Regions from separate parts of the Sus scrofa genome. Here regions 2, 3 and 4 are each linked to region 1. Evidence: chromatin contacts called from public HiChIP or PLAC-seq data. All regions are on one chromosome and are shown on one strand. The core of a region is the stretch at or near the end of the contact, and the rest is flanking DNA. Distances in the headings are between cores, read along the strand shown.

Evidence for each region. HiChIP or PLAC-seq counts read pairs in DNA pulled down with a chosen protein or histone mark.
Region 2: a contact with region 1 is called in an H3K27ac HiChIP or PLAC-seq map of alveolar macrophages. The contact joins two enhancer-like sites. A contact is called at or near these places in 2 of 47 Hi-C or Micro-C datasets (embryonic fibroblasts and epiblast stem cells) and 2 of 2 datasets of contacts at active chromatin or transcription factors (alveolar macrophages and skeletal muscle).
Region 3: an H3K27ac HiChIP or PLAC-seq map of alveolar macrophages shows a contact between it and region 1. The contact joins two enhancer-like sites. A contact is called at or near these places in 1 of 47 Hi-C or Micro-C datasets (embryonic fibroblasts) and 1 of 2 datasets of contacts at active chromatin or transcription factors (alveolar macrophages).
Region 4: an H3K27ac HiChIP or PLAC-seq map of skeletal muscle shows a contact between it and region 1. The contact joins two enhancer-like sites. A contact is called at or near these places in 1 of 5 promoter capture datasets (liver), 16 of 47 Hi-C or Micro-C datasets (alveolar macrophages, embryonic fibroblasts, epiblast stem cells and 8 more) and 2 of 2 datasets of contacts at active chromatin or transcription factors (alveolar macrophages and skeletal muscle).

What each region holds. Positions count from the first base shown.
Region 1 is chr1:26,679,263-26,682,305 of Sscrofa11.1, forward strand. No RefSeq gene overlaps it. Among named protein-coding and RNA genes, the nearest start is that of OLIG3, 120 kb to the right of the region's middle. Within about 2 kb of position 1,554, at least 8 of the 83 cell types and tissues checked have an H3K27ac peak or open chromatin away from gene starts, as enhancers often do. A contact at or near this core is called in alveolar macrophages and skeletal muscle, where this site is marked.
Region 2 is chr1:27,061,784-27,064,921 of Sscrofa11.1, forward strand. No RefSeq gene overlaps it. Among named protein-coding and RNA genes, the nearest start is that of IL22RA2, 10 kb to the right of the region's middle. Within about 2 kb of position 1,813, at least 13 of the 83 cell types and tissues checked have an H3K27ac peak or open chromatin away from gene starts, as enhancers often do. A contact at or near this core is called in alveolar macrophages, where this site is marked.
Region 3 is chr1:26,390,527-26,393,758 of Sscrofa11.1, forward strand. No RefSeq gene overlaps it. Among named protein-coding and RNA genes, the nearest start is that of PERP, 91 kb to the left of the region's middle. Within about 2 kb of position 1,380, at least 13 of the 83 cell types and tissues checked have an H3K27ac peak or open chromatin away from gene starts, as enhancers often do. A contact at or near this core is called in alveolar macrophages, where this site is marked.
Region 4 is chr1:26,987,736-26,991,026 of Sscrofa11.1, forward strand. No RefSeq gene overlaps it. Among named protein-coding and RNA genes, the nearest start is that of IFNGR1, 48 kb to the right of the region's middle. Within about 2 kb of position 1,371, at least 18 of the 83 cell types and tissues checked have an H3K27ac peak or open chromatin away from gene starts, as enhancers often do. A contact at or near this core is called in skeletal muscle, where this site is marked.

The sequences.
Region 1 (3,043 bases), core at 304-2,803:
TTGCCCACAGATTCTCCTCTCCCCAACTTGCTACCATCCCCACATCGCCCTCCCTCATCTGCCTACCCTATGAGATTTGGCACGTGTCACTCAGACAGTCGAACATTCCCAGTTTGTTTTCCCAGGGCATTATGTGATCACCCTGAGAAGGAGTAGCCTTCATTCAAATGACTGCCCTCCTGCTCTGGGCACCAGAATCCCATCTACTGTCCACGGGTGCAGATAGTGTCAGGGCCATGACCCTGCCTAGGCATTCTGATCTTTAGTTGAGGGATCAGGCATCTTTTTCTTATTATAAAATACCATATATATATATATATTTTTTTTAAAGGGCCACACCCATGGCATATGGAAGTTCCCAGGCTAGGGGTTAAATCAGAGCTGCAGCACAGCCGGCCTACACCACAGCCACAGCAATGAGGAACCTGAGCCATGTCTGCGACCTACACAGCAGCTCATGGCAATGCCAGATCCTTAACCCACTGAGCAGAGCCAGGGATCGAACCCATGTCCCCATGGAGACTAGCCCGGTTCATTACCACTGTTCCACAACATGAACTCATTAAAAAATACTATATTAAAGTGCAATGTACATGCAGAAATGTGCACATGTCTAAGTATATCACTCGGCAAATGTTCAACTGACCTGATCAAGCAACAGAGATTTACTCGCACCCAGACTCTCCCTTCCTGCTTTCCCCCGAACTTCCGCCTCCCCCAACAAAGACCAGAACCCTGCTGACCTTTCCCAGCATAAATTGTTTTCGAACTTTATATAAATGGACTCATACAGCCTGCCTGCTCCTATATCTTGCTTCTTTTTCCAACAACATGTGTCAGATTCAGTCATGCTGCTGTGTGTAGTTGGAAATTGTTTATTCTCATTGCTGGATCATATTCCATTAGGTGAATATTCCTGATTTCTTTATTCCTGCAATGGTTGGTGCGCATTGAATAGTTCCCAGAGTGGGGCTATCACAAACAGTGCTGCTATAAATACTCTGGGCTCTGGGTGATCCTAGGTACCCATTTCTGCTGCGTAAATATCCAGGAATAGAATTGCTAGGTTGGTAGGGTAGCATATGTTCAATGTTAATAAACAAAGGGTATTTTTAACAAATACTCCTAGCTCCTTTTTTATTTCCTCTGTTTTTCTCTCCTCCTCTTCTTCCTCATTTTTTTTTCTTTTTAGGGCCGCACCCATGTCATATGGAGGTTCCCAGGCTAGGGGCTGAATTGGAGCTACAACTGCCAGCCTATGCCACAGCCACAGCAAAGCCAGATCCGAGCCGCCTCTGCAACCTACACCACAGCTCATGGCAACACCGGATCCTTAACCTCGTGATCAAGTCCAGGGATCAAACTGCATCCCTCACGGACATTATGTTGGGTTCTTAACCCACTGAGCCACCACGGGAACTCTTACTTTCTTCTTTAAGCTTCCGTTTAACAAGATAAAACCCATGTGTGCTGGCCTCACAGCCCGTGTTCACAGTCCAAATGCAGGCTCGCCACTGCTCTTAATAGTCCACAGCATGGCAGAAACCAGGAAGTTTCAAAATCTGGGTTTACTATGAATTCAGGGATGGCTGAAGGGAAAGTACACAGAGCATAACTCCCAGTGTTACTATGAGCTGTGGCTTCTCTGAGAGCCTGACCAGCCCAGGCTTGTCCTCAGAGCCCCTTACAGAATGGCCTTCCTGCCTGACTCCCCCAGGGCCTGGGGAGCCTGTCTTCCAGAGTCCAGGCTGCCTCCATGTCCTGAACACTCCGCATCCTGCCAACAGCCCCTGCACATCCATGGCTGATCTGGATCTGTGCAGAGGAGACTTCTGCTGACGCACATATATATGGCTCAGCCTCCAGAGCCCTTGACTTTGAACCTTCCATCCTCCCCTTCGCTGCAAAGTGGCCTTGAGCAAGTCCCTCAAAAACCACTGTTGTCGCTAAAATTAGATTATGGTAATTAATCTGTAAAATTCGATTAAAGGTAATCCTCACTTCACAGGATACATTTGAAGATCATATGAGACATGCATGTAATGTGCTTAAAACCCAGCCTGGCAGGCAGCTGGCACAGAGACGCGGGCTCGAATTACGCTAGGATCAGGAAGTTCATTTCCCAAAGGCACCTGCCTTCAGGGTAGGGATCCTCCCAATTTGCCACCACCCCCACCCACCACGGGTGTAAAGTGACTTCATATTCGTGCTGTGTGGGATTCTGAGAGAAGAAAGCAGGAAATGGAGAGTCTGCCCCAGAAGTACGTTTAGCTCAGGCAGAAGTGGATGATAACTTTTAAATGGTAACTCGTTTTTAGGTTTAAAAAAAATGGTTGGGTGCAGTTCCAGGCAGGACACCTGATTACAAATTCAGGGGAGGAGAAAGAGAGGACCGAGGGGTAGGGGGGACCTAAGAATAGCTTAATAGCTACAAAGGGATCTGATGAACGGAGCCTGGGCCAAGGGGACAGCCTGGTAGAAGCCAAACTAAAGGGACAAGGGGGGATTTGGTGGCCTGATTTAGCCAGGGCCACAGTGCTTACTAGCTAAGTGTTCTTGAACTTTGCCTATTCATATCTGTGGAATAAAGATAATCTTATCTTCCTGAGAGAATTGCTTTGTGGCTTAGGATTAAGATGAATAAATTGCCTAGCCTAGCAAACATAAAGACCTTATAAACGACACATTATTATTTGGAATCACACACACACAGTATTCCCCTAATGGGAAAGGAAAATAGCTCTGTGGGAATCTCATCCAGTGATGTTTCTAGCAGAACATAAATGGTCCTTTTAATGGCTCAAGGTTAAGACCAAGTACATGGGGTTTCTCTAGAAGGCCATAACACAGTGGCAAAAATGATCCCTGACCCCCTCTGAGGGCTGGCTGCTGTTACTGTTACCGATCTGGGTTCTTGGCCTCCCTTCATCAACAGAAATTGTAAGAGGCTGGACAGGAAAATTCAAGCAAGACTCTCTTGGGGCTCCTGCTATAACAGGGGGGTGGGGAGGGAAGGGGAAGAACAAATAACAGGTTCCCTTGC
Region 2 (3,138 bases), core at 563-3,062, 380 kb after region 1:
GATCCCTGGCCTCGCTCAGTGGGTTAAGGATCCAGCATTGCAGTGAGCTGTGGTGTAGGTTGCAGACACGGCTCGGATCCCAAGTTGCTATGGTTCTGGCATAGCCTGGCGGCTACAGCTCCAATTGAACCCCTAGCCTGGGAAACCTCCACATGCTGCGGGAGCGGCCCTAGAAAAGGCAAAAAAAAAAAAAAAAGAGTATAAATGGATGAGGTAGATCATAACTCTTCGTTTGCAGGGTGCTTAGTTGGCTTTGTTTATGAGGTACAGTACTTCACATTTTCTCCTTCTGTGCCTCCACATTCTGGAGCTTGCACTCTTGGTCACTTTCTCCCAGAGCTACCAATTGGGCATGAATGAACGAGTGAACAAATAAAAACAGATGGATAATTATTGAACTGTTTTCAAAAATACCCATCTCAGAGGTCCATTGCGGCTCGGCAGGTGAAGGACACATTGTTGTCTCTGTGAGGATGTGAGGTCAATCCCTGGTCTCGCTCAGTGGGTTAAGAATCTGGCATTGCCACAAGCTTCATCGCAGGTCATAGATGAGGCTCAGATCCATTATGCTGTGGCTGTGGTGTAGGCAGGCAGCTGCAGCTCCGATTCGACCCCTAGCCCAGGAACTTCATATATTTCACAATGTGGCCGTAGGAAAAGAAAAAAAAATCTCATCTCATTTTATAACACCCGGTGAGGTGGACTTGCTGTCCCCATTTAAAATGAGGATGCCATCAGATGAAGAGAATTACCCAGTAAGTGGCGGAGCGGGGATTCTGCCTCCCATGCTTTCTCCGGTAAATCTCAGCTGCCTGCTGTTGTTCAGGGGTAGAGAGATCTCAGAATAGAGGATGTTTTCTGGGATGCTCAACCTTTGTTGAAAGACTATAAAAGTAGAAATATTTAAAAAATAGTGAAACACTAAGGGGGAAAGGGGAGGAATGAAGCAGAAGCAGATAAAGGTAAGCCAGAAATGGATATCTGATGAATTATCTATGCCAACAAGAAGATGGAAAAAGGAATGCTGGCTTGCATCCAGTTCCCCATTAAAGATGAAAGTTTAAGTTTGGGGGAATACTTTGAGATTCTCTAGAAAGTTCTGTAACCTGGGAGCTGAGGAATAAACAACCACTAATATGTGTTGAGCCCTTCCGATGCACCGGGCACTGCACCGAATGCTTTACCTATGGTACCTTGTTGCTATGGGCGACCTTGTCTGTATTATCTGCATTTTATAAATGAAGAAATTAAGGCTTGGAGAGGAAGAGGAGGTTCCACCTGTCCCGCACCTGGTCAGCACAAAGCCAGTTTTTCCAAATGATGAGAGCAATGGGGGGTGCTGCCAACCTCGAATCTCTAGGAAGGAGAGGGCATCTAGAGCGCCACTGAGTGGAGGGTGAACTTGGCCCTTCTCTCCTGCTGGTAAAGGAGTCAAGAACGGTGTGTTTCACTCAACAGGCAGGGTGAAGCATGTGGGCCTGAACAACAGGCGTCCCTGACACTACCCCACCCTGGGCTAGAAAGCAGGGCTGGAGAAGGAGTGCTCTAAATTCAAAATCTTAGAGATGGATCAATTTCAGATGATGATGGGGTCTAAGAAATCACTTCTTTCAGTCAACAGTTATTCAGTACTTCCTAACACCTAAGCACACATGGGCGGTCCCTAGTCCCAAATAAATGCAGGGCTGTGGTTGTCACGGGCAGAGGCTCTGAAGTCAAAGTGCTGAGTTAGAATCTCAACGTGGCTCCTCACCAAGTGAAGTGGAGCAAGTTCCTTCTCTTTGGCTCAATTTACTCTGCAGCTGGGGTAATAACCATACTTAGCACATAGTGTGGTTAGGGGATTATCTCATACCGCCTTTAGTGCGGAACTTGGCCTAATACAGGCATGTCGTAAAAATAAGCCACCATAAGGGCAGGAGGTGATCAACAATTAAATCATCAAATTCTTCGTTACAACTTGACAGATGTCACGAAGGGTGAGCACAGGGTGCAGCTGGAGCAGGACTGGGGCCTGAGTCGAGATGGGGGACCATGTCAGCCTCCTTGCATGAGCAGGTGGCATGCAAGCCTAAAGCAGGTGGTGTGGGCAGGGAGAGCGAGCGAAAAAGAAACTTCCAAGACTAACGAACAACACGTGTAGGATCCTGAGCTGCAGAATTATTATTTTTTTCCTGTTTAAATGTACATGAGGATATTCTTCTTTTTTTTTTTTTTCCTGTCTTTTTGCCTTTTCTAGGGTCGTACCCATGGCATCTGGAGGTTCCCAGGCTGGGGGTCCAATCAGAGCTGTAGCCGTTGGCCTACACCAGAGCCACAGCAACACAGGATCCAATGCGCGTCTGCAACCTACACCACAGTTCACGGCAACGCAGGATCCCCAACCCATGGAGCAAGGCCAGGGATCGAACCCGCAACCTCATGGTTCCTAGTCGGATTCGCCAACCACTGAGCCACGATGGGAGCTTCGAGGATACTCTTCTTCATTCAGTTTCTTTCTCTCCCATTTCAAACTGTCCTGTCCCTCCTACCCATCTGCAGCACCATCTGGCAGAGTCAAACGTCGCCACTTAGAGGCAGAAGATAAACGGCTTCCATTTTGCACGGACCCAGACCAGGAACAATGGAAGTGTTCCTAGCCCAACTGCCTTCATGGTGACATTTTATTATTACAGATTTTCCCTGCTTAACACCTTCCGGTGGCTTCCCCTTCCCTCAGCGTGCATCCAAACACCTTGCCATGGCCTCTGGCTCATGGCCAGTACTTGGCCCCTCACTCCCTCCCCACCAGCCACATGCCTTTGCTCTTTCATCTGTGCTTTGCTCTCCCTTCTTAGACGGTGCAGGGCTCCCCAGATCACCCAGCTCAGGCCTTTGCTCACTTGTCACCCCCTCAGGGAGGCCTTCCCTCCGCCTCTACCTGCAGCAGCATTTCCCTGGCATCTCTCTCCCTGCACACTGCTTTGTCTCCTTAGCACTGCTTGTTGCCTGAAAGAGTAACCACGTGTCTGCCCCTCTACACAGATGCTATGATATCAGCTCTATGAAAGGAAAAGTTTGTCTAATCCACTGTAATATTTCCAGAATTTAGGACAGTGCCTGGCACAGAGCAAGTGCTTAGTAAATATTTGTGGACTA
Region 3 (3,232 bases), core at 130-2,629, 290 kb before region 1:
TTGAGTGGGTGAAGTGTCCAAGCTGGTCTTGATTAGACCATGGCTCTTCCTCAACAGTTACAGAAGGGATGGCAGATCGTTTGGGCACAGAGGCAGGTGGGGTGGATGGGTGAATGTGGAGGTGGCAGGGTGCAGAATTTCTCTTCTTGCGGCTTCAGCTTTCATTATGACCTTGGAATCAAGTGTTCAGCTGAGAGTCAGGAAGAGGGAGAATGTGATGGAGGGCTGAAGAGAGGAGGAGGTGCATGACAGTCACCTAGGAAATCACGGGAGTGAGAGTGACTGGGGAAATGCAGCAGAACCACTTGGGCTAGGATGGACCTAGAAGAATGGTAGACATTTGCTGCCAGAAATTTAAGATAAGACCAGCCACCGTGGTGGGGTGGTTTTTCCAGCCTTGTGCAGCTGGAGGGTTGCAGGCACAGAATGACAGAGGGCTGAGTTTAATCAGGATGGGGTCTTGCCAGGTATGTGTAAGGAAGCGTGAAGATGGCGTGGACATTGAAGGTAGATGAAGGGGGGTTAACTACAGAGGGGAGGCAGGGTGTTGTGGGACCAAGTTCTCATTCATTCCTGCAGGTTGGGACTTGGAGCACCTCCAACGTTTTTTTCCCCCTCAAATGTAGTGTCTTGTGCAATAAACACACACAGAGTACAAGATTAATCTGCGGAATAAAGTCTAGCGCTTTTGTTGACTGTGGCTCACCTTTGAACCGGTTGCCCAAGTTGGGAATCACAAATCCTTGATTTTGGAGCCTGAGAACCAGGGACAGGTTGCCGCAACGTTATCAGATGTCACAGACCCTGTGTGTGACCTTGAAATGAACACGCTCTCAATGAGCCCGATCCTCACCCTTTGCAATCAGCCCACGTGGCTCACAGAGCCAACCCGGCAGCCACCAGCCCTCCCTTTATGGGAAATGGGTTTCAACAGGTTGATCAGTTGTTCCCACCCAGGTGTGAAGCCCAGTTCCTCCCTCTCCAGCCCTGCACCTGTCAGAGGACTTTGTACAGTTCTCTGCTTCTTACTCAGCTTATGGCCTCTTGTCAAGCACACGCCTCTGGGGGCCTCACTCTTCCTTTCTTGTGGCCTCCAGTGACTCAGCCGGCTTTCCCAAGGCTTCCTGTCCCCAGAGAGCCAGGCCCCTCTCCTCTCCTGGTCCTCTCTAAAGATAAGTCCTAGGGCCCTTTTGCTTTTAAAAGATGAATTGCCCATCACGAATATATAAGACAAATAGCAAACAGATCACAGATAGCTAAAACTGGTGCAATACAGAGTTTCTAGATTCCCAGCAAGGTTGGTTACAATACGGTTCAATGTATGGCTGGGGCTCTGGCTTGGGCTGGTGACTTTGACCATCCACTCTGCCCTCCTGTGTGTCACTCCTTTACACAACTGCCACAGTCACAACACCTCTGATCCTTCTGCTCACCAAATATGTGTGGGGTTTCCCCCACTGAGCACTTTCTGTGACACCAGTTGGGTGTCCTACGATTGAACTTGATTCTGATATGACCTACCTGGGGCAAGCTTCAGATCCCACAGGTTAAGGGCTCAGTCCCCAGGGACTTCTCCCCTCCCACTTCCGATGCCAACTGCAAGTGGATGGTCCCCCAGGTTACCTACAGCTTCTGTCGGAGCTGGCTTCCTACATGGTCTTCTTCCCCACAGATTCAATTACTGGCTAGAACAGCTCATAGAACTCAGGGAAACACTCACTTACGTTGGCTAGTCTATTAAAGGATCAAATGAACAGCCAGACAAAGAGGTACACAGGGTGAGTTCTGGAAGGGTCCTGGATGCAGGTGCTTCTGTCTCCGTGGAGTTGGGATGCATCACCAGCCTGGTACAGGGATGTGTTCACCAACCTGGAGCATCTCTGAACCCTTTCTGGGGGACATTTATAGAGGCCTCCTCATATAGACACAATGGATCATGAACTCCATTTCCAGCCCCTCTCCTCTCTCCAGGGAGGTAGTGGTGGGGGAGCTAAAACTTCCAAGCCTCTAATCATGGCTTGGTTTTTCTGCTGACCAGGTCCCACCCAGAGTCACCCCATTAGAACAAAAGATGCTTCTGGTCCTCTCATCACGTAGGAGGTTACAAGGGTTTCCGGGGCTCCGTGTCAGGAACCAGGATGAAGACCAAACATGTATTTCTTTTTTTTTTTTTTTTTTTTTTTTTTTTGTCTTTTTGCTATTTCTTTGGGCCGCTCCCGCGGCATATGGAGGTTCCCCGGCTAGGGGTCTAATCGGAGCTGTAGCCACCGGCCTCCGCCAAAGCCACAGCAATGCGGGATCCGAGCCGCATCTGCAACCTACACCACAGCTCACAGCAACGCTGGATCATTAACCCACTGAGCAAGGGCAGGGACCGAACCCACAACCTCATGGTTCCTAGTCGGATTCGTTAACCACTGCGCCACGACGGGAACTCCAAAACATGTATTTCTTATTACAAATCACACTGACACAGCTGGGGATTGGACACGGCTGCCTTTCGCTAATTCCCGAGGCTGAATTCACTGTTCACCACGGGAAGGTCTCCTGCTCCCCCAGGGCCTCCTAAGAGTCCCTGGCTGCAGCTCTGAGCGCCGGCGCCCCCTCCCTAGAGAGGAAGACGGACGTGGCCAAGGACCTCGGTCATCAGTGTTCATTTCCCCACAACCCCCGGGTGTTTCACGCCTCTGAACCTACATTTCCTCATTTCGAATCAGGGAGAGTAACAGATGTTTTATAGGCTGGGCAGAAAAGCGGGAGACGCAAAGCTGAGTTTTCTTTCCCTTTCCTTTCTTCGGAGCACACCCGGATCAGGCTGAACGGTCTTCCCCAAACCACATAGAGTCGAACGTGCAAAGCTTCTGAACAAAGAGAACCACGGAACTGAGGGTAAACTCCCCAGGCACAGCAGAAGGCAGGTGCTTTCACTCACGGAGGCTGCGGGAACCGGTCTCACACTTGCCCCCCAAACCCTTATCACGTTCGATGTTTGTGCCAAAGGAAGGTCCCGTCTGCCTCTCCATCTCTCCTCCCAGGGAGCTCCCAGAATCGTTTGTGGGGATAATGGGCTTCTGATTCCAGGGCTGCCATAGACAAGCTTGAGGATCACCAGGCTCACCGGGCTGGCTTCTTGTCTGAAAACTGTGACAAGGGTCCTATCATTGTCTCCATCACCCTAAAACCTATCTTATTGCCCTGTTGCTGAAAACCATGTTCCAAGGCAGGTTAAATA
Region 4 (3,291 bases), core at 121-2,620, 310 kb after region 1:
GTACCTTCTTTACCATCAAAATCTAACCTCTAGATCGAGGGATTTATCAGAAATGCAAATCTGTCATCCTGTTTCTCGTCGTTCCCTAAAGCAGTCATTTCCCCCCATAATATCGTACAAAACCCCCACATAACAAAATGATAAAACTGGAGCTGCTCAGCTGAAGGAGACTCGTGAGATGGGTTAATGGGAGGAGGGGGAACAGACCTCCACGCACCCACTCAGCCTTCCTGGGGTCTCCCCCAGCTTTCCCGACAGCCCTGGCAGCCGTTCTGAGCAACCACATCCACAGAACCAGCAGTATCCATGGAACTCTGTTTGAAAACCCCATCTCTAAAAGCTAAAATCATACTTCCCTGCATAGCAAGAAAGGCCACCTGTAATCTAACCTCCACTCACTGCCCCAACTCCATCCCCTCTCGTCATTCCCTAGAGACCCTCTGAGCTCTGCAGCTGTGCTGACAGTGGGGCAGTCACTAGTCACATGCACATTCTTTAGATTTCAATTAAATTAAATAATTAAATTAAAAACCCAGTCCCTCTGTCTCAAGTGCTCCAGAGCCACAGGTGTCCAGTGGCAGCTCCGATGGGCATCACCAGATGCAGAATATTTCCACCTCTGCAGTAAGATTTATTGGACAGCGCTGCTCTGGAGATCCCAAAGTACCTGCAGTTCCCCGAACCCCACCCGCTTTCTCACAGTCTAGAGATTTCTCTATCCTCTCTGTTAAGCATCATTTTCTCTCTGTTCTCTATCTGGTAAATTCCGCACGTTTTTCAAGAGTCTGTCTGGAGAAGCCTGCCTTTGGGAACCTTCCCCTAATGTTCCAATCTCCTATCTCATTCAGGGACGTGGCTTGAGCATTGGCTTCTTTCTTCTCTGAACATTTTATCTGCAGAAATCCTTTTAAGCTCCTGCCAGGGCTGGTGGAAAATAGTGAAGAGATCCAGCCCTCTTCTCACGGTTTTATAATTATTTGCTTGGCCGTGTATATTGTAATCAGACTGGGAGCAGAGATATTTTAACTCATTTTCATAATCAAAGCAATCAATAAATACTCATTACATTCATAAAGGATGGAGACTAATCAGGTTACTATATACATTTGCGTGAAAATGATAATCACCATGGAAGTGGTGACTGTTGTAGGCAGATAATGACCACTGCTCCCGCAAGGAGGTCCCCATCCCATCACTCAGAATCTTGCAAGATTGTTAAGCCTTATTCAGGTTGGCCAATGGCATCACAATGTAACCCTTCAAACTGGAAGAAGGAGGCAGAAGAGACGTTCAGAATAATGCAATGTGAGAAGGCTTCAATCTGCAGTCGCTGGCACTGACGTGGCGGAAGATGGCCATGAGCCAAGGAATGTGTGTGGCCTTTAGAAGCTGGAAATACGAGAAAACAGACTCTCCCCCAGAGCCTCCAGATAGGAACATAGGCTGCCTGCCCCTGGCTTTTCTTCCACTGAAACCCATTTCAGACTTCTGACCTCCAGAACTATGAGAAAATACGTTTGTGCTGTTTTCAGCTGTTGTGTTTGTAGTCATTTGTTAGAACATCAAAAGGACATGGATACAGTGGAGTTAAGAAGGGAAGGGTCCCTGACCTGGGAATCTTTGCATGCTACAGGCATGGCCAAAAAAAAAAAAAAAAAAAAAAAAAAGCATTAATACAGAAAAGAAGAAAAAAAAAAAAAAAAAGGTACATTTAACTAGGGGATTTGTCAGCCCTGGGATCCTGGAGTCCAATGTGGGAAGGAAGCCCCATTGCCACACAATGAGGACATCATCACGGGACCCCACACAGAGAGGACATGTCCTGGGCTCTGGGTTTAGTCTGAGAATCACGGTCAGGTGTGAGGGGGTTTCACCAGACCCCTGGAGCTGGTGATCACAGTACAGGCAGGACGAGAACTTCTTTTGCAAGGCAATCACCCAGCTCTAACACCTAGTCTAGACTTTAACCTCTTTGAGAGCCGAGAAAATGAACAAATACTTTCTAAAAGTGCACAAGTATTTAGCCTGTTGCATGAATTAGAAAAATATGTACCGCGTGGCCTATAAAAACACTGTAGAGCTTCCACAAGCACAGTGGAAATTTTATTTTGTACAGTGTAAATGGAGTAAGTTATGTTATAACTCTACCTGTGCAGGCAATGGAGAAGCTTCTAGTCAGAGAAACTATAAATATTTACCATCTATTTCCTAGTCAGAGTTTCAATATGAATCGAATAATTTTCTATGATGTTGTTGTGTTTTGGTAAAGGCATTTGTCTAACTAATATCTTTTATCCCGGGAACCATTCCTTTGGATGCTGGGAGGAAAAGCCTGGCCACAGTCTAGCAGTGGAGATGGAGCTGAGAAGTGTTAGCAGTGTCTTTGCACTTTAACTTGGGAAAAGTTTCTAAACTTCTCAGGAGGTGATGATTAAAGCCTGTCTTGAAGGAAAAGGAGATGTCTGCCAGGTGAAGAAGGTGGGGTCGGGGTGTCTCCAGGAACACACGGAGGAGGGTGGCACTGCTGGCGATGAGCGTTAGCCTGAAGCATGGTTCTGGGTGTGGCTAATTCAGTCCTTCAGCCTTCCGGGGCAGAGTGTAGGTGAAGGAGGGAGGGAAGCGAGGAGAGAGCGCCTAGAAGGAAGCTGAAGGTCAAATCTTTGAGAAGCCATGTATTCCCTGCTATAATCAGGGCCCCTAAAGGTTTTTTGTTTTTTTTTTTAACTTTATTGGGGTATAGTTGACTTACGATGTTGTATTAGTTTCAGGTGCACAGCAAAGTGAATCAGTTATGCATATACATATATGCATTTTTTTTTGTCTTTTTATCTTTTCTAGGGCTGCACACGTGGCATATGGAGGTTCCCAGGCTAGGGGTCTAATCAGAGCTGTAGCTGCCGGCCTATGACAGAGCCACAGCAACTCAGGATCCAAGCTGTGTCTGCAACCTACACCATAGCTCACAGCAGCAACCTACACCATAGCTCACAGCAACGCCGGATCCTTTACCTACTGATCAAAGCCAGGAATAGAACCTGCAACCTCAAGGTTCCCAGTTGGATTCATTAACCATTGAGCTATGATGGGAACTCCCATACATCCATTCTTTTTCAGATTCTTTTCTCATACACGTTATCACAGAGTATCGAGTAGATTTCCCTGTTCTGTATAGTAGGTCCTTGCTATTTATCTATTTTACATAGAGTGGTGTATATATGTAAATCCCAACCTTCTAACTTAAAGGGGTCTATACAGTAGGTCCTCGTTATTTATCTATTTTGTATATAGTAG